Regions from separate parts of the Mus musculus genome. Here regions 2, 3, 4, 5, 6 and 7 are each linked to region 1. The links are chromatin contacts, called in public HiChIP or PLAC-seq, capture Hi-C and promoter capture Hi-C maps. All regions are on one chromosome and are shown on one strand. Each heading gives the region's core, a stretch centred on a gene start, on an enhancer-like site or on the middle of the called end of the contact. The rest is flanking DNA. Distances are from core to core; before and after follow the strand shown.

The links. Promoter capture Hi-C pulls out the DNA fragments that hold promoters and counts their contacts. HiChIP or PLAC-seq counts read pairs in DNA pulled down with a chosen protein or histone mark. Capture Hi-C pulls out chosen DNA fragments and counts their contacts.
Region 2: a contact with region 1 is called in a capture Hi-C map of embryonic stem cells, with 4 times the contacts expected there. The contact joins the promoter of Ano2 here to the promoter of Tuba3a in region 1. A contact is called at or near these places in 7 of 39 promoter capture datasets (the 3T3-L1 cell line, embryonic stem cells, hematopoietic stem and progenitor cells and 3 more) and 1 of 9 other capture datasets (embryonic stem cells).
Region 3: a contact with region 1 is called in a promoter capture Hi-C map of liver, with 2.4 times the contacts expected there. The contact joins the promoter of Mlf2 here to the promoter of Tuba3a in region 1. A contact is called at or near these places in 3 of 39 promoter capture datasets (liver and pre-B cells), 3 of 115 datasets of contacts at active chromatin or transcription factors (bone marrow-derived macrophages, microglia and pancreatic cancer cells) and 1 of 9 other capture datasets (pancreatic islet).
Region 4: a promoter capture Hi-C map of liver shows a contact between it and region 1. The contact joins the promoter of Cops7a here to the promoter of Tuba3a in region 1. A contact is called at or near these places in 3 of 39 promoter capture datasets (cranial neural crest, liver and pre-B cells), 1 of 115 datasets of contacts at active chromatin or transcription factors (pancreatic cancer cells) and 1 of 9 other capture datasets (pancreatic islet).
Region 5: a contact with region 1 is called in a promoter capture Hi-C map of pre-B cells, with 2.7 times the contacts expected there. The contact joins the promoter of Pianp here to the promoter of Tuba3a in region 1. A contact is called at or near these places in 4 of 39 promoter capture datasets (cranial neural crest, liver and pre-B cells), 1 of 484 Hi-C or Micro-C datasets (embryonic stem cells), 3 of 115 datasets of contacts at active chromatin or transcription factors (bone marrow-derived macrophages, microglia and pancreatic cancer cells) and 1 of 9 other capture datasets (liver).
Region 6: a contact with region 1 is called in an HNF4G HiChIP or PLAC-seq map of pancreatic cancer cells. The contact joins the enhancer-like site here to the promoter of Tuba3a in region 1. A contact is called at or near these places in 1 of 39 promoter capture datasets (macrophages), 1 of 484 Hi-C or Micro-C datasets (bone marrow-derived macrophages), 4 of 115 datasets of contacts at active chromatin or transcription factors (the NIH/3T3 cell line, embryonic stem cells and pancreatic cancer cells) and 1 of 9 other capture datasets (macrophages).
Region 7: a contact with region 1 is called in a promoter capture Hi-C map of liver. The contact joins the promoter of Vwf here to the promoter of Tuba3a in region 1. A contact is called at or near these places in 1 of 39 promoter capture datasets (macrophages), 1 of 115 datasets of contacts at active chromatin or transcription factors (pancreatic cancer cells) and 3 of 9 other capture datasets (adipose tissue, liver and macrophages).

What each region holds. Positions count from the first base shown.
Region 1 is chr6:125,284,785-125,287,410 of GRCm38.p6, reverse strand. Tuba3a (tubulin, alpha 3A) reads left to right here and starts at 1,330. Exons shown (of 5, transcript NM_009446.3): 1 at 1,330-1,443. The coding sequence starts at 1,441.
Region 2 is chr6:125,689,300-125,691,925 of GRCm38.p6, reverse strand. Ano2 (anoctamin 2) reads right to left here and starts at 1,307. Exons shown (of 25, transcript NM_001364562.1): 1 at 1,182-1,307. The coding sequence starts at 1,203.
Region 3 is chr6:124,930,067-124,932,692 of GRCm38.p6, reverse strand. It overlaps Mlf2 (myeloid leukemia factor 2), which reads right to left and starts at 1,305. Exons shown (of 9, transcript NM_001170341.1): 1 at 1,107-1,305; 2 at 517-594; 3 at 156-282. The coding sequence starts at 566.
Region 4 is chr6:124,964,221-124,966,846 of GRCm38.p6, reverse strand. Cops7a (COP9 signalosome subunit 7A) reads left to right here and starts at 1,335. Exons shown (of 8, transcript NM_001355542.2): 1 at 1,335-1,445; 2 at 1,919-2,123. The coding sequence starts at 1,962. It overlaps Gm23851 (a small nuclear RNA gene), which reads right to left and starts at 2,564; the gene lies at 2,460-2,564.
Region 5 is chr6:124,995,412-124,998,037 of GRCm38.p6, reverse strand. Pianp (PILR alpha associated neural protein) reads right to left here and starts at 1,318. Exons shown (of 6, transcript NM_175696.4): 1 at 1,099-1,318. It also overlaps a transcript of Cops7a not described here.
Region 6 is chr6:125,572,099-125,574,724 of GRCm38.p6, reverse strand. The region is part of intron 6 of Vwf (Von Willebrand factor); the gene reads right to left. Among named protein-coding and RNA genes, the nearest start is that of Vwf, 20 kb to the right of the region's middle. Within about 2 kb of position 1,339, at least 343 of the 459 cell types and tissues checked have an H3K27ac peak or open chromatin away from gene starts, as enhancers often do. A contact at or near this core is called in bone marrow-derived macrophages, embryonic stem cells, macrophages and 1 more, where this site is marked.
Region 7 is chr6:125,551,619-125,554,244 of GRCm38.p6, reverse strand. Vwf (Von Willebrand factor) reads right to left here and starts at 1,297. Exons shown (of 52, transcript NM_011708.4): 1 at 1,046-1,297.

The sequences.
Region 1 (2,626 bases), core at 81-2,580:
TGCTGAATCTGGCATACATGAAGGAATATATTCATTCACGGGATATGGATATAAATTTCCTGGGTTTCAAATGCCTAGCGACCAAATCAGATCCCCAACAATAAGACTGCATCAAGAAGATTCTGTTCCAAAAAATGTTTATTGCAGAATTTTTTTAAAAAAAAATCATGTTTGATTCTAGTTATAAAACAAGTCATAAATGTATGCACGCCAGGATGAAAGACAGCTGAAATGTGTTTCTCTAGAGACATGCGTGGTTGTTGGTGTTCTATTTTATTGCTGCCTTTCCCACATGTTCTACTCTGAATGTGTTAATCTCATAATCAGAAAAAAATGTTTCTTGTAAACACAGCACTGGGGATTAGAGTTGTAGCTGGGTTTGGTAGAGTGCTGGCTAAGCATCTCTGAAGCCATGAGTGTGTCCCCAGCTTGTGATGCAGATCCGCAGTCCCAGGACTCAGAGGGTGGAGATTAGAGGGTCAGAAGGATCAAATCCATTCTTGATTACAGGGGAAATCAAGACCAGGGTGGGATACATGAGACTCTGCCCAAACAAACAAACAAACAAAAACACCATGGCACAGCCTACAATTCATTATGTGCAGTTCGATATCCTGAGGAAAGATAGGTATGTTGACTAATTTATGTTTCCTCCAAATTGCAGATTGAAGGTCTGGTTGCCACCAGGCATGGCACACATCTATAGCCCCAGCTCTGAGGTAGCCTGAGACAGAGTTTCAACTTCTGCCAGCCCGGGCTACAAGCTTTGGAGGCCAGCCAGGGCTGCATACCCAAATCCTTTCAAAACCTTCTCCGAGTAAATAATGTCGGAATAGGCAACTGCTCACACAGACTTCCAAAACAGCTCTGGGTCCCAACGCAAGACTTGGCAGATGGTCTCTGGAGAAGCACGACCTGGTGGCCTCCAAAGCGAGGGAGGCTGAACAGCTTTTCTGCCCCAAGTGAGGTAAGGCTGTGTGAGGTGAGGCGAAAGGAGGAAAGGCGAGGACAGAGGTACGGATAGTGTGCAGGGCTGCTAGGGCATCCCTCCATCGCCGATGCGCAGATAACATACGCAGATAAGCAAGACCTGAGCGCCCCACTTGTTCCATGCTAAGTTGGATGTCGGGGACGCGCAGACACACCTCCCCCCACCCCCCATTTTCAGATGCTCCTCAATGCTTGTCCCCCTCCAGCCACTCCAGAGCCTTCCCGCCAAAGCCACATCCAATCAGAAAGTGCCAGCACTGCAACTTGAGCCACATCCAATCATTAGTGGGATGTGGAGCCTAAGGCCGCCCCTAAGGCGCTCTGGGCCAATGAGCCCCGGCCTGGACTCCACATCCGTCCTGGACTGTTGAGCGCGCAGACCAGAGGCGGTTGAGGACCAGTGGTGAGGAACGGCCGAGGCGGCGTCTGAGCGGGTCTCCGGAGTTCAGCATGGTGAGAGCGGCCGGGGTGGTGGGAGCAGTCCCAGGCCGGGGTGGTTGGCCTCGGGGCCTCTGGGGGGGTCGGCCCCACGGGAGGTTGACCTCCGTCTCCTCTGAGGCTAGGGCTTCCTCGCAACCCCAGCTCCTGTGAGGGTGGGCGTTGGCAGAGCAGCCCAGGAGCCCGCAGTCTCCTCTAGACTCCTCACCATGCAAGTGCGTGTGAATGAGATGCTCGGCTTCTTAGCACCTGTGAAGCTCCAGGATGCTGGGATGCAGTTCCAGCCCGGAGTCCCAGCCCCGCGGAGGCTGATGAAAGAGGCGCAAGAGTTCGCGGCCAGCCTCAGTCTCGTGGGCCTCCAGCCTTAAGAAAAAAAGCAACAAAAGAAGGTGGCAGATAGGTTTCTGGAGAGGGAACTTTTGTTTTGTTTACTGGTACCAGTGGCCTTGAGTGCGAGAACCAGTGATGGCTTGGGTTCCAGAAGATCCTAGAAGCCACCAGGCTTTCTGGTCTAATGTTCGTCCACCTAGGAAAGTGAAAGTTACTGAGTCCAAAGAGCCTGTGCTCGGGTCTCGAGCTTACTATGATTGGGAAATGCCGTAGAGCCCCTGGTAGGCCTGCCCTCTCTGCCTCCACTCCGTCAAGATCACAGGCCACCAGCTCCACCAAGCTTGCCAAAGAACTTTTATATAAGTTTTGTGGCTACTGCTGTTTTTCTTATTTCATGGTTTATAAGTGGGATCCATTGTTGGTATTAGAAAGTACATTTGAGGTGTGTGCTGGCGCATGCCACAGTCCCAAGCAGGACATTTGGATTTCAAGATTAGTCTGAGTACATTTGAAGCTAGCATGGACTACAAAAACTTGTCCTAAGGGAAGAATAAAATAAGGCTGAGAACCTAATTTATTAGATTTTTTTTTCTTTGAAATCGCTGTGCATGTATGTCTCTGCAAAGTATGTGCTCCTGAGTGCAGTTTCCCAGAGAGGCCAGAAGAGGGTGTGGAAGACCCAGGAGCTGGAGTCAGGCCGTGGCGAGCCTGATAACTGAGCCCTGATCCTCTGCAAGACAGCTCTCCTACCCACCACACAAACTCTCCGGCCCCAGGCAGAGGACTTCTTAGATACTTGTGTTCACATACGATCTGGGTCTAAACAGCCAGAACTTGTCTTTGTTTCTCTGATGGGCTCTCGTCATCT
Region 2 (2,626 bases), core at 58-2,557, 400 kb before region 1:
AACAGGGCCTTCCTGGGGCTTCAGAGACCAGCATGGCAGTGCCTGGCAGAACAGTAACAGAACCACATGGGCCCTTGATGTCTAGCAGCTGGTGCAGAGTGACCCTGAGGTTCCTTGAGGGGACTGGTGTCAGGTCTCAAAATTCAGACAGGTGAAGGGATCAAAGAGTGTCACTGTCATCTTAAGAAACAGTTTCTACAACTCTAATACATACACACTCATTCACTCACACACACACTCATTCACACATATACATACACACACTTATATATACACACATACATATACACACATACATATACACACTCATACACACACATATACATACTTATACACACAGTCATATACACACATACTCATACACACATATACATACATACTCATACACAAGAACATAAACACATATACTCACATGTGTACACATATACACATATGTACATACTCATACACACATCTTGTCTAAGATTCTCCTACCACCTGCCACTTGCCTGTGGGCTAACGTCTGACCATCCTCAGTAGGACCTCCCTCCCTGGCCAGGGCCCACATAATCCCTGGAAATATCTGTTTGTAGGACTATGACTAACACTTGCCTGCAAATCCCTTCACCTTGTTCACTCCCAAGCCACAGGCACCTCTCATTCCAACTCCAACAACAAAATAGCCAGCAACTCCCACCCCAAGCAAAGACAAGCTCCCAATAGATCTGATTTTCAAGGCACAGTAAAATAACATCCTTGGTGCCCCCAAACCTTACCTCAGTCTGCCTTTCTTCTAAAAAAAACACTTGTGAAAATGTCATACCTGTACTTGCCTGCACCCAAGGAAAGTGGCTCGTGTCAGAGGCCACAGGGATGCTGTGTCCTCAGTGCACTGTCAGATCAACCTGGCTACGGTCTTACTTACCCTCAGATTATATGTAGCAAGGAGAAGCAAAGTAGAACTGGTGACCAGCCACTGAGAGGGGACACCAGCCCTCTGCCACTTGTCCCCTCCTTGATAAAATATGTAAATAAAAATAAGACTTTAGAGAATTACTCAGGCACCCTCACCTTCCCTACCTCAGGGAAGTCCACTTGACGTCACTCATCCCAAAGAACAGGTGTTAGAATCCCTTCTCTTCCACATCTTCCTTCAATTAGTGGGATGCTGAGAGCCAGGGTCCTGGGGAGGGGAAACTTACCTCGCAGCCCAGGGGCCGCCATGGTGCTGGTCCCCAGATGCCAAGCCCCTTGGCTGCCCTCGCTCCACTCTGGATAGGCTTATGTGGCTGCCAGGGAGTTAATTCCATCGCGGCTCAGCTCTGTCTGGACGTGCCCGCCCCTCGCCAGCGGCTGCCACCTCCTCCAATCCATCCCTCTCCCTGGGCAGTTCCCTGCGCTCCTCCTTCGCAGAGACTAGCCCAACTTCCAGAAAGGATCCCTTTCTCAGGTGCAGCCAGAGACACGCTGGGGTCATGCATGGGCTGCGGGCCAGGGAGTAAATGCTGCTGGCGCTCCTCCACTCCACTCAGGAGCCTGAGTGAGCGCCACACAGCCGGGCTCGCCTGTGATAATTCAGCCGGATTATCTCATGAACTGCCTGGCTGATTAGTTTCCAGTCCCCAGCGAAGCCTCCTTCCTGTGGCACCAGTCTGCCGGCTATAGCCCTGAGTAGTAGTAGGGACTTAAACAGCAAGATGAGGCTACTCCGGTCTGGAGGGGGTGGGGGGAAACATGCAGCCCCGAGTGTACACAAGGACAAGGGGCAGAGGGGAGAGGGCATGTGTTAATTTGAGCTTCCCCAGGAGACTCTAGGGCAGTGAGGAGTGTGCCTAGAATTTAAAAGCTGTGAGACAAGAGTGGTGTGTGCTTTCCTAGAGTGGCTTAGGGACCTGACCATGGACAGAGGAGGGGTGAAGAGAAAGCCTCCAAAGGGCCATTTCCAGGATGTGAGCTACATTCCAAGATGCCAGAAGCAAATGACGCTCCTTGATGTTATGCCTCCTCCTCGGTGGGAAAGCATTACATCAGCATCAAGTACGCTGTTTGTGATCGCTGAATCTGAGAGATGTCTGTCCCCTGTTTTACAGAAGACAGTGGCAGAAACCCAACCAAATGGAAAGAAAACAGAAAGCATCGTGGTCCAGCCTCGAGGATTAATGGCTGGTGTCTATCTAAACCTCTTGACTTCGGGAGTCTCTCAAGTGCTTTGCTTTGCCCAGCATTCATACTTCAGTCTCAGCCTCCAGTCTATGAGGCAGTGACTTCCATTTATCCATTTCACACATGAAGCGTCCACAGTCTGTGTGCCCCAGGTTCCAAAGCGGGCTGCCTGCTCTGGTGTCCCAGCTCAGAACACCTTGCAGTTTCGCATCTCCCTCTTTTTCCCTTCGTTCTCCTTCCTTCACCTGCTTCCTGCTTCCAGGGACCCTTCTCCATGTCATCTCCACTCCTAAATTACTAAAAAGGCACTCGCCTGCTATCCATCCCTCTTCCATCCTCCCACAAGGAGTTTTTCCATGACACCCCCTAAAACATGTTTAAGGGCTACCCTAGTTACTTTTCTGTTGTTTGTTTTGTTGTGGTGGTTGTTGTTGTTGTTGCTGCTGCTGCTGCTGCTGCTGCTGCTGCTGCTGCTGCTGCTGCT
Region 3 (2,626 bases), core at 56-2,555, 350 kb after region 1:
TTCTTTCCACAGGAGTCACACAGCCCCTTTCCCAGACTCCTGACCCCACTCGTCTGCCTCCCACGCAGGTCATGTCCCTTTAAAGCTGGTTGTAGGGCAAGAACTGCAGCATACTTAACTAATCACCCCAGGTCTCGATATGTTCCAACTGTTACCTGCATCCTGCGGCTGGCAGGCCTGGTTGCTGGCATGTTACCATCTGTGATGCTCAGGAAGGGGCTATATCCAAAGCCGCCTGACAACATGCGGCTCATGTGCTGACGGTGAATTGCGAAGGGGTCCCTGCGGAGTGAGCATACACTATAGAAGGCAGATTAACCCCCAGCCTTCTTCACCTCCCCGAAATGAAGTCAGGGTACACAGTGGCACGGATGCCGGCTTCCCTCTGAGAGCGGCAGCTGAGTATCCAGCTAATTCTAACTGGTTCCAGCCAAGGGAACCAACTCAAAGGTCTGCCTGAACTGCTCAGACCTGAATCCGAATGGGCTGAGGGCGCGAGGGGGAGGGAATTCTCACATCAGGAACATGGGATCCTCAGGCTCCACGTCCCTCATGAAGCGGAACATCGTGATCTCAGCTCCAGGGGGCTCCACACTGTGAAGATACGGAGGCTGTGTTTCCTGCAGGCGGCCAGGCTTATGCACACCAGCTCAGTGTTGCTACTCTTAAGGCTGCCTCTTGCATACACTATCACTGACCCCTCCAAACTCCAGGGAAGATCCTTCGCCAGGTGAGCCATATAACCTATGAGACCTGAGAGCCAGCAGCTCTCCAAGCCGGTCATGGAATTTTTCCCAAGCCTCTTAGTGGTGCCCCTCCACCCCCGCCCGCCATCCTCTCTTCCCCGAGCCACGGTCAGCTCCTCCTCCGACGCCAGACTCGATGAGAATCTCGAACGGCGGCCCGCCACCCCATTAATGACCCCCAACTACTCCGCCTTCTGCTGGCACTGGGCGCTACCAGGCCTCCCCGGGCAGGCCTCACTGCCCACCGATCCGGGCCGCCACTGCCCCAGCCCGTGCCTCCCGCCGGGCGAGCCGGAGAGGAAGGTCCACTCCCGGGATCGCATCCCTGCAGCCGTGCGGGCCGCGGCGCCCTGGCCTCACCGGTCCCCGACTCCGGCTCAGCGGCCCATCCGGCCGGCCTCTCCTCGGGGCGCTGCAGGAGCAGGGTCGCGGCCCGGGACGCAAGGATTGGTCCGCGCGGCAGCTTCTCGCCTCCCGCACCGCCTCCTGCCTTCGCCTGCCACCTCCGTACCCCCGCCCTCGGCCCGAGAAGCCGATCTTCGGTCAGGCCCGAACGGAAGTGACGTCACGACGGACGGCCCCGGGGGCGGGCTGCGGGAGCTCCGCCCACCTGCTTGGGAGGGAGGGCGGCGCGCGCGCCGTGGAGCCCCGGAGGGCGGGTCCTCTGGGGCGGGTGGGAGGTGTCATTAAGCTGGCTCGGGGATCTGGGGACAGGAAGAGGCTCCTGCAAAGGTGGGGGGGGGCGGAGCGGAATCGGGAGGGACCGGCTGAGCGCAACGTGGGGGCAGGGTGTGCCGCACCTTTTTTGCGGGGGGGGGGGGGGAGAGGCGGGCTGTCTGGGGGCGATCGGTGGGGCGGATCCCTGCGGGGACCTTTAAACACACTGCAGGAGGGGCGCTTAACCAGGGGAGCGCGTGGGCCTGTCCCTCTGGAGAGACGCTCGGGCGGGCGGTGTCCTCCGAGTGACGCAGAGAAGGAGGTGACAATTTAGCTCAGGTCTAGTTAAGCCTTGGAAAAGGCCAACCAGGGAAGGGAATCCAGGTTGGGAGTTTGGCCGCCAGAGGGCGATCCTGGGCCGGGCTGGATCCTTAGCTCCTTAGGACTCGGTGTTGGCTTAGGCTTCTGGACCACTCCAGGACCTGTCTGTGAAGGGTTGGCCTGGGCAAAGGCGTTAGTTCTGAAGTCTGTTTGCTTTTTGTTGTCGTTTTTTGGTTTTGGTTTTAGTGCTCAGGACCCAACTCAGGACCTTGGGCATACCAAGCACATGCCCTACCACTAAGCTATAGTCCAGTTCCTTTAGGTCGTAGGTCTTTAAAACTTTCTTTGTTCTGAGCAGGTAGATAGGTCAAGGGACTAAAGTTTAGAAGAATAAAGGGGTGGAGAGCTAAATTAAGCAGAATCACCCAGGGGTGGAGCTAAAAAGTAAGCCCAAGAGGGCTGACTCCAAAGCCAGAGACTGGTATTTTGACATACTAATTGTCTTGCACAAAATCTGGCTGAGCTGGAGAGAAGAGCCCTCCCCTTTGGGTCAGAGGATTTGAACTGTATTGGGTAGACTTTGACCCACAGAGATCCAAACTCAAAACTGTCCCAAGTTCTTTACTCTGGCTGTCAGCCACATTGGTACCGTGTGGAACCTGATCTGAAGAGAAAGGTTTATTCTAACCAACTCCCTGAGGGAAAAGGGTCAGTGGTTACTCAGGAAAAGATTGGGAGCAGAGACTCTCAGCTTCTTTCGATTTGATCATTGCTAGTGGGAAAAAAATAGTGCTAAGAGAAGAAACAGTGATATAGTTAACGTAAGCTGACAGATTGGCAAAGTGAAGCCAAAAAAAAAAAAAAAAAGGAGAAAATGTGTTTTTCATTGATATTTGATATAT
Region 4 (2,626 bases), core at 86-2,585, 320 kb after region 1:
GAAAGAGCAGCCAGTGTTCTAAACTGCTGAGCCATCTCTCCAGCCCATTCATTGCCTTGTTTTCTAACTCTTCTCTCTCTCCCACTCTCAGCCTGGAACTATGCAGCTCACATGGCCTTTGGGCCTAAGATACTCCTGACTTAGCCTCCCAAGTGCTAGACCACAAGCATGCACCACCATCCCTCGAAGGAAGCGACGGAATCAGACAGGTATGCACTTGGACCCTATCCATATTTCTTTGTCCTACAGGTTAGTTCCAGAACTCAGCCCTTGAAGGTCCAATTCTCCTGCCTCAGCCTACTGAGTGATAGGATTACAAATCATCTAACAGTAAACCTGGCTTTACCTTAATTTCCTCCTTATATGGTTTCTGTAAGGATTTTTGTTTTGTTTCATTTTGAAACCTGGTCTATTTAGTGGCGGATGATCCAACTCAGAAATCCACCTAATTAAAGGTGTGTACCACCATGATATTTGGGAGATAGGGTCTCTCACACTGTAGCCCGGGATAACCTCCCAACATATAGCAATCCTCCTGCCTCAGCCTCCTGGATGCTGGGATTACAAGTGCCCGGCTGAATCCTTTAACTTTTAAATTTCCTCATCTGCCTTGGTTCCACTCACACTTTTCTCCTTGCTAATTTGGGATCCAAAGACTAAAAAAATGACTCAATATTTATTTGTAGTAACCATGGCCAAAAGTCTGGTCATGCGATCTGAAACTTCTATGGGAAGAAAACCTCAAAAGCCTAACCAATACACTTCCTTTTCCCCCTTAATCACTCGGGGGTTTGTTTTCTTTCTTATTGAGACCGGTTCTCATGTTGCTCAAACTGGCTTGGAATCTGCGATGGAGCTGAGGCTGGTTTTGAACTCCTGATTCTCCCCTACCTCTACCTCCAATACGCCGGGGGGTGGGGTGGGGGCATGTGTTACCACTTCCTGCCCCCTTACCCTTTAAACTTTTCTTCTGCTCTTTAAAAAGAGTGGATAAGTTGTTGGACTATTTATAGCCTCGTTTCTCTCCTTTCTCCCTTATTTTTTCTTTCTGCGAATTCTCGCCTTCCGCTAACGCTCACGTCGCCGCAGGAACTCGGGGCCGCCATCCTGCCTTGTCCTGCAGCTCCCGGGAGGGTCGCTCCCCCGGACCTCCGCAGAGCCGAGGTCCTCTCCGCACCCTGCATTCACCGCTCTCGCACCCATAAAGATGCACGGACAGAGCGGAAGATGGGCGCCGCTCTCGCGCCTCCCGCGGTCCGGAAACGGAAGCAGGCCGGAGCCGCCCGGAACCCGCCTCCCGAGAGCGGAAGTACGGCCGGAAGCTGGCCATAGAAGCGAGCGGCTAGAGCGGCCCTGCGGGGAGGTGGCAGGAAAGGCTTGGGAGCCGCTGCCGGAGGTGACGGAGCGGCCGCCCCGCCCCGTGCGCTGGGAGACGAGGCTTCCAGGTAGCCGTCGGTTGCAGTCGGTCCGGGGGTACGACCTGGCCTTGGGCGCAGACCCCGGCCGGTCCCGGGGCTGCCTCTTTAAGGGAGGGGGTGGAGCCGCGAGTCAGGCGCGAGGAGGTGAGGTCACGTGGGGGCGGCCACGTGCACGACTCGCGTCCCGAAGTGGGGGTTCGTCGTCGTCCGGTAGACACCATGTGCTATCTCTCCCTTCCCTGGTTCATCAGTCTTGGAACTCAATGGGGTGCACGTGGTGGGGCTTGGGACTGGGCCCGGGATGACGGAGCGGGTGGGCGTGGCAGCCAGGATGGGGCTGGCTTGGAGGAGCCCTCGAGTTGCCTTTTAGACCTCAGGACCCCACTTACTCACTGCGGATGTGGCGGGGTCCCTCTTGAGCGTGCAGCTCCCGTCCCTTCGAGCTGACCACCCTCGCAGGGTCCAGGGACCTTTAGTTTCACGTTCCTCTTTCCTTGCAGCTCCAGAAATCTTGAGGCCAGAGCCCCGCACCTCGGCGCAGCCATGAGTGCGGAGGTGAAGGTGACAGGGCAGAACCAAGAGCAGTTTCTGCTCCTTGCCAAGTCGGCTAAGGGGGCGGCACTGGCCACACTCATCCACCAGGTGCTGGAGGCCCCTGGTGTCTACGTGTTTGGGGAACTGCTGGATATGCCTAATGTTAGAGAGGTGTGTTGCTTGCCTGGGTAGTCCCCAAAGAACGTTGGGACCAAAGTTAACTCTTGAGTGCTGGGCTCGTTTTTTGTACCCAGTAACCACTCAGGTGATCGGGGTACCGATAATTAGCTCTCAACATGGAAAAATAAATCAATCAAATAAAGGTCTTCATTATCTTACAGATAAAGGGTCTGTAAACTTAGTGCTCCCTCCCTCTGTACCCACACTTTGAGTCAGGATTTCACTGTGTAGTCCTGGCTGCCCTAAACTAGTAACTATGGTCTAAGGTGGCCTTGAATGTGTGGGAAATCCCTGCCTATGTCTCATGCATAATTTTTTTTGTTATTTAAAAATATGGAACGCTTTACAAATTGGAGTGTCGTCTTTGCTCAGGGGCCATGCTAATCTTCTCGGGATCGTTCCAGTTTTAGTATATGTGTTGCTGAAGCAAGCAGAAATCTTTAATTTTGAAGCAAAAGAACAAGTCATTAAGAATACCACTGATAAACTCCAGC
Region 5 (2,626 bases), core at 69-2,568, 290 kb after region 1:
AGAAGACGGACAGACAGCAGCTGGGAAGGGAGGAGATGGGGAGGAAAGAGGGGCTACAGGAGATTGGCCAAGGATGCTGAAGAGAGAAGACGGCAGGGAGGGAAAAGAAAACAGGCATCAGGCAGGAGGATGGAGGGGTCTGGTCAGGGCAGAAGCAAAGAGAGTGGAAGAGAAAAGGACGGTGGAGATCAGAGACGGGGAGAGAGTCATTGAGACAGATTAGAACACGGTGTTGAAGGCAAAATCAAAAAAGGAAGGGACGGGGACCGGAGGTGGGGGGTGGACAGAACAGCAAAGATGGAGGAGTTAGGAATTGTTTCTTGAAATTGAAAGAGATATGGAGACAGAGCTGGAGGCCAGGTGAAAGAGAAGGGAAAGGAAAGAGGCCGGGGGGCTTAGTGGGAGGAGGTTAGAAACGGGAGGAAAGAAATGGTAGCCGAACCAGTGGAGCGAATAAGGACTCGGCGACACCAGTGGCCCGCTACTCCAGGGCATACCTGCCCCTTCGTTGGCTACAACCCACCACCACCACCAATGTCAACTCCAGCCCCTTCACACACCCCGTACCCCTCTGTCACCCCCTCCAGGAAGTCCGCAGTCCCCAAGCTGGTGCGCCACCCCACCCCCTTCGCGCTCCTCACCGACCTGTTGTGCGCAGAAGACGAACTGGGGGTGGGGTGGGGGAACCGGGCCCCATCTCTAGCAGAGCCCCCCAATCCCGCCAATCCCACAGGCCTGCGCTCCCTGGATAGGGTTGGAAAGCGGTGCGAACCGGGAAAAATAAGGAAACGATCGGCCAAGGGATTTGGAGGGAGCACCCAGAGCGGAAAGGGGACCTGAGGCAGGAGGATGCCCGAAGCTGCAGGATGAGCTAAAGGCGGGATGGTGGCAGGCGCGGAGACGTTGACTGCTGCACCAAGAGGGTAGGATGGAGTCAGGACAGCGGAGGGATGGAGGGCACTGTGGAAAGGAGCTCTGGGAGACTGGAGGCGGCTGGAGACCGCGCCAGGAGGGGCGGGGGGCGAAGGACGCGGAGCTGGCACTGGGAGGGCAGAGTCTGCTCCCTACGGGTAGGGGCTTTGGGTCCCCCTCGCTCACCTGCATGCCTGGTGTGGCGGCGCGACGACTGCAGGCGCTCGGAGCTACGCGGGGCTGGGGGGTCGCAGAAACGGGTGGGGCGCCGGGCATGGTCGGGAGGTTTGGCTGGCAGCGAGGAGCTGGAGCCGGAGGGGGGCGGGCGCCCGGGGCGCGGGGCGGCGGCGGCGGCGGCGGCGGCGGGAGACGCTCGCTTCGGCTGGGCTCGGCTGGGCTCGGCCGGGCTCGGCTGGGTTCGGCGGGCGACTAGGACCACTTGGTCTCCGCCTCTCCTTCTCACGTCTGTAGGCCACGCACGACTTAACCCTTCGTTTGCTACGCTGCGAGCTCAGCTTTTGTCCAGGTGCAAGGTTGGGAAGAGGAGCAGGGATGGAGGGGGTTGGGGGGACGCAACCTCCTTTGGGTAGTGATGGTAAGCTTCCCCTCTACCTAAGCGCAGCTTCACAGACCTCATGATTTCTGACCCCCAAGCAGTCTGAGATTCTGAGTCATCCATACATTTGAGTCCCCAACTCTGGCAAAGGTGGAAAGGCAGCTCAAGACCGTGGGTGAGAGGACCAAAGAGGGGTGGGAGAGAAGACTGCATACGCAAATTGGAGTGCCCCCAGCAGATTAATTCCTCATTTCACTATGATCCTTCTTATAATTCATTCTCCCTGAAGCAACCCAAACAGTCCTTAAATGGTTCAAGACCATTTGCTATACTTAGCTTTTCCGAGACTCAGAATATCCAACACTCACTATGGCTCACAAGGAGGCCCCCGTAGATTCCTGCCTCTGGGTATCTCCAGCTTTCTTTCCTAAGGATTTCTTCGGCACAGCCTTAGTGCAGTTGGGGAATATTCCTAGACCAGAGGCACTAGAAGCCTGCCTCGGGGCTTTGCACCCTGCTGTTCCCTCTAGAAGTTTCTCCTTGTCTGTTCCCAAATGGTCTACACGGGCTCACTTAGATTCAGGCTTCTGAGTGCCCTTTTCTAATCTCTTAAAACTCCCTTGACCTGGGCCGTGGAGATGGCTCAGGGGACAAAGGTGCTTGCCACCAAGCCTGACTACCTGGGTTCTATCCCCAGGACCCACATGGTGGAAGGAAAGTTGTCACCAGACCCCTGAACAAGTGGTGTGACACATACACTAATTAGATGTAATAAAGAGAATTCTGGGGCTGGGGAGATGGCTTAGTGGTTAAGAGCACTGACTACTATGCTTCCAAAGGTCCTGAGTTCAAATCCCAGCAACCACATGGTGGCTCACAACCATCAGTAACGAGATCTGACTCCCTCTTCTGGAGTGTCTAAAGACAGCTACAGTGTACTTACATATAATAAATAAATAAATCTTTTTTAAAATTCCTTTGACCCTACCCATTCATACCTAACCCTTCTCCCTGCATGACCCCCCCCAACCCTGCGCCCCAAACTTCTAGGAAACCACACTTTCCTGGCTCCCCTCCAACCCTCTGGCTGTTCTTTACTGTCTTCCTCGGTTCTGACCTCGACATGTTGGCGCTCCTAGGGCTTAGTCCTTGGCCTTC
Region 6 (2,626 bases), core at 90-2,589, 290 kb before region 1:
GACTCTTAAAGCCAAGATCAGAACACATCCAGCCCATCTGGCTGTTGTTCACAGAGCACCTTCCCGCAGGGGGTAGGGGGATGTAGAGGTAACTTTGAGAATCTCATCCAGTGCTTCAGTGTTTGTGAGCCTGGGATTCCTAACGTTGATGAAAATCCATTTCTCCCAATCCTGACTCATCTGACGATGCTGCTACCACTGGATTACTCCCCTGCTGTGGCTCAAGTAAAAATTAGCAGCAACCACACTTGGGATTCCCAGTAACTGAACACTTGGGATTCCCAGTAACTTGGCAGTTGGTCATCGTGAAGACAAACTCTTAGGAATTACAGGGAGAGATCTCTTGGTGCCAAGCATGGACGTGTCCTCATGCTCTTGACAGCAGTAGCAAAGGCAGGAGCCAATCTTGTCACACTGGGGAATGTGACCTGAGAGTGGTGATAATGGCTTCGGTGACTCCCAGGCTAGTCCAAAGTCACCAAGTGCGGTGACAGGCTACACTATGACCAACGGTGATGTGCCAAGTGGCTGACACTTACATAGTGGGCCTTAGCATCACCCGCAGATCTGTATATCGTGGGACGTGCAGTGGTTGTGTTCACTGTGGTAGGTTTCCATCAGTGACAGGAGATTGCCTTGGGAAAGGAGTGTCTTTTTCCATAGCTAGAATGACCACTCTGTGGGCTAACAGCAACCCTATGGGGCTTTCGGCTTCAAATTACAGGCAGGACACAGGACCAAAGCTACTATCCCTTTGTGAAGTTCAGCCCTTCCCCCATGCTCCCCAGACTTCATTTTACAAAAAGAGAAAGGCTAAGGATCTCTCTAAAAAGCATGTGTTGTGTGGTAGCTGTGAGCAGATGAGCATCACTTAATCTGGACATTTATGGCTTGGGCTCCAGGCTCAGCTGGAAAACAAAAACAAAACTAAAACTGCAAACGATGAGATCCAACAAGCCATTATCGGTCCCAGCAGAGAGAGGCTGTGGGTCTGTTGGTACAACAGGCAAACGTTCCTCCCCAAGGTATAAGAATTATGACCAGGCTCCCTGAAAGAGCTACAAAAATCAGGAGAAAAGAGAGGTGACTGGTTCTGACAGCTAACCAAAGCAGTTGTACACTAGTGCAGCCTCCCTGAGAACGCTCAACCATTCCAACTGGCTCCTGAATCCAAAACCCCGCTGCTAAAAGACTCCCAGTTAGCAGACCCAATATCTAAGCGTGGGGCCCAGCGGGAGCAAAAACTTACAAGAGGCCACATTAATCACCTCCCAGGAGATGAGTCACTGCGCATCCCAGCCAATGAGGGATCCCGGCTGTGAGCAAACACGATCTGATTGGCTAAGGGCAGAATACAGTTCTCTAGGTAAACAAACTGAAACTCTGAACTGTGAGTGCTGGACTTGAAGGAGTTCGTGCCTCAGGGAGGTGTGTTTGGAGCCTCAGTCCCGAACCAAGAACCACGTTCTTCAGCTGTTCCCAGGATGCTGGTTAAAGCACCCGGGAGACAAAGTGAGTAGGGACATACAGCTGGAGCCTTAAAATGTGTCCCCGCAGACTTAGCAAAGCTGCATCCGTGCTTTGTCTTCCTTGAACAAAGCACCCAGTCTTTCCCTCCTCAACTCACCCTCAGTATCAGGTTCTCTCCAGAAAAAGTCTGTCTGTACCTCCCACTAACGCCACATCAAAGGGTTTGTTCCTTGATACTCTGAGGGTGGGCAGCATCTGCCAAGCCCTTGCTGTTTGCAGCCTGTGTTTGCAAAGCCAAACAAAACAAAATATGCTCGGCGGGACCTGTTGCTCTCAGCCTCGCCTTGAAGGGAGGGAGAGGGAATGCCACCAACCAAACACAGAACTCTAATTTAGAAACCCAAAGGGGGAAGTGAGAAAAGTCTCTCGTGCACAGTACCTTGGATGGATTTCTTTTGAAATCTGTCTGTTGGTCAAGCATCTCTAGAGGAAGGGCATGCCTGTCTCACTTGCCTATTTGGATGTGCTCTGGACATCTCATTTTCCAAACCCACAGGCTGATGTGACGGAGGCAATTCCTCATCTGAGGTTCCCTTTTCTAGGTGACTCTAGTTTGTGTCAAGCTGAAAAAAAACTGACCAGCGCACCCAACTATGGGGGAGAGAATCTCAACGGTTTGTCTTTAAAAGGACAAATGTCAGCTATCTCAAGCCCTGGGAAAGAGGAAATCCCCCTTCTGCACAAAGCACGGGCCTCTTGGCGCTCAGTCTGGAGCTTAAGTCTGCCCTTGTTAGCAACCGTGGCCACGTGCCAGGCAACTACCCAGCGGGCCTTGCGCCGCTGAGTCACTGGAAGCACAAGGGCAAAAAAATGGCTTTTGGGATGTCTTTTGTTTACAAGTTGGAAGTTGTGTGCTTAAGAGTTGAGGCCGTATGTGTTCACTGATAAGTGGATATTAGCCCCAAACCTAGGATACCCAAGATATAAGATATAATTTGCTAAACACATGAAACTCAAGGAGAATGAAGACTGAAGTGTGGACACTATGCCCCTCCTTAGATTTGGGAACAAAACACCCATGGAAGGAGTTACAGAGACGGAGTTTGGAGCTGAGATGAAAGGATGGACCATGTAGAGACTGCCATAGCCAGGGATC
Region 7 (2,626 bases), core at 48-2,547, 270 kb before region 1:
CCTTTAAACGTGGAGAACTAGTCCCCAAAACCCTCCCACAGCAGAGCCAGGCTTAAGAGTGACAATCCCAGTGAGCCACACTGCCGAGACCTTCTCCAGACAATGGTACCATGGGGTGGGAAAGTTCTGGTTCTATTCTCCTGCCCTTGATGTTAGCCTAGCATCCCATGACCCCACAGTCCTGCAGCATCTGGAACAAAGGTGCCATTCCACCATCACACATAGCAACCAACTAGGAGAAGGGGCTGGCTTTTGTTGTTGCCATCAGAACCCAGACTCAGAGACCAGTCAAGGCCACCACTGAGAACTTGTTAGTCACCTGCCCTGGACCGTGAGTACCTTTAGAGCAGGGACTGTCCTTCTCACCAACATCCCTGGGACCTGCAAGGATACTCAGCACCCAGGAATGCTCTGTAAATGTTTGCTGAATGGCCTTGACAAGGGGACAGGAATTTAACAGCCCTGGACCTGAGAACATTTCTTTACAATGTGCCTCACCCCACTGCCCACTCAATCCTGGCTGGCTAAGCACACTCACCCACCCCGCGACTCTCAAAGCCCCTGCTGCCACCCCTCTCTTCTGGAGAATGTTACAGGACATACAGAAGGTGCCACCTAGGGCATAGTGGGTACAACCCTTCTTACATAATGCCCATTCAGACGAATGAAGAGGGGTAAATCCAGCCTCTTATGAGTGTGAACCGGACATGGCCAAGACTGGGTCACAAAGCAAGTGTCCCTCTCCACTGCCCTCCCAGCACACAGGTATATCAGGGGCTCCAAGCACATACTCAAGAAGGGAAGGAAGGGACCTACCAATCTCATCTGAATACAATTCTGCCAGGCCAGAAAGCCTCTTCAGAAAGAAAAGCAGGACCCAGCAGCAACAGCAGAGGGACCATAGGATCCAGGTAGCTTTGAATCACTCCTCCAGACAAATCCCTTCTGTTATAGGATCCGCAGCCAGATCCTCAGGGGCAGGGATCAGCCCTGTACCTTCCCCCACCCCTCAGCTAAGCCAGATCTCCATCCAAAACCATCATACCTTGCCCATACAAACAGGGGCTGTATCTCCAAGGTCCCTTGAGGAAACCCAGCCGCTACTCAGTGGTGCCACCTCTCACTCCTAAGCCATTTTCCTGCGCAACTGCTGGATGGATCTGCTCAGACTCTGAGCCGACCTGCTGTCAAGTTGTCCAGGGGCTTCAAAGTCCTCAGAGCCAGGGAGAGAAAACCCAAGCTGTGCCCCAGCCCATTCCTCTGCCTGCAATAGCTCCAAGTTGCCACCACAGAGCCCTGGCCTTCTCTTAATTACCAGCGGGAAACAATGGCAGGAAGCAGTAGTCGAGCCCTTCCAGGCTGATAAGGCTTGAAAAGCCAGGAGGGAGAGCTCCTGGAATCTGCTCCCCAAACACCACCACAGCTCAGTTTGGTCCCCGAGACACCCTGAGTGCCCCTTTAGGCAGCCAGGACCAGGGACAGTAGGTTTCCCATGACAGCCTGGTCCAGGCTAGGAGAGAGAACCAGGCTTACATCAACGTGGCTTCTGGTTCCAATTTCCAGAGGTTTTGAAAAACTCTTCTAACCTAGCCAACTTAGCAGCAAGGTGAGAGGAAGAAGTATGTTAGCACTTCCTGCCCCGTCACCCACAGGTATGAACCGTCCAGGCTAGACCTCACAAAAACCTAGCCTGTTTGTATCTTAGCCAGTGTTTTATGTACATGGTAGCACATGCCTGGAGACAGAGGCAGGAAGGTCTCTATGAGGTTTGAGCCAGCCTGGTCTACTTAGCAAGCTCCAGGACAGCAAGGACTAGAGAGAGAGAGAGAGAGCCTCTCTCAAAACAAACAGCAACAAAAATGAAAGCACTGGTCACAGTCTAAGTCTTTGGGAACTGGGGGAGTGGGGGTGGAAATGATGGTTCCATTCTAATACTCCCCCTTCAAAGACTCACACGTACACACCTGCTCTTTGCTAAGGCATAGAACCCAAGACCTGCACGTGATAAACAATCTTCCACTGAGCTACATCCCCGAGTTCCCACCACACCTCCACGCACACTAGCGTAAATCTGCACACACATACTCTCTCTGCCCCTGCCTCCCAACCTCCTATTCCCAAAAGCCCAGGTCTCAGCCAGATGGGACACACTAATTCCTGTTCAAAAAGAAACCAGGTACAATGTAGGAAAGCGAAGTGAGGCAGGACCTTGTCTGTGGGATTGCCGGCACTCAGCTGGGCAGCCCCCGCAGAGTGTCTAGGAGTGGCCTACTTCACTGCTTCTCACTACACCATTCCGCCAAGCCTCTGAAGAACTGCTATGCCCCCTTCACACACACCTCACACTCTCCCGTTCCCGTTTCCACTGTCTTAGTTAAGGTTTCTATTGCTGCAATGAAACACCATCACCGTGACCAACAAGCACGTTGGGGAGGAAAGTGTTTATTTGGCTTCTGTATCACAGTTTATCACCAAAGGAAGTCAGGACAGGAACAAGACAGAAATGTGGAGGCAGGAACTGATGCAGAGGCCATGGAAGGGTTCTGCATACAGGCTTTCTCACAATGCTTTCTTGCAGGACCACCAGTTCAGCACCATTTCCGATGAGCTGGGCCCTCCCCCATCA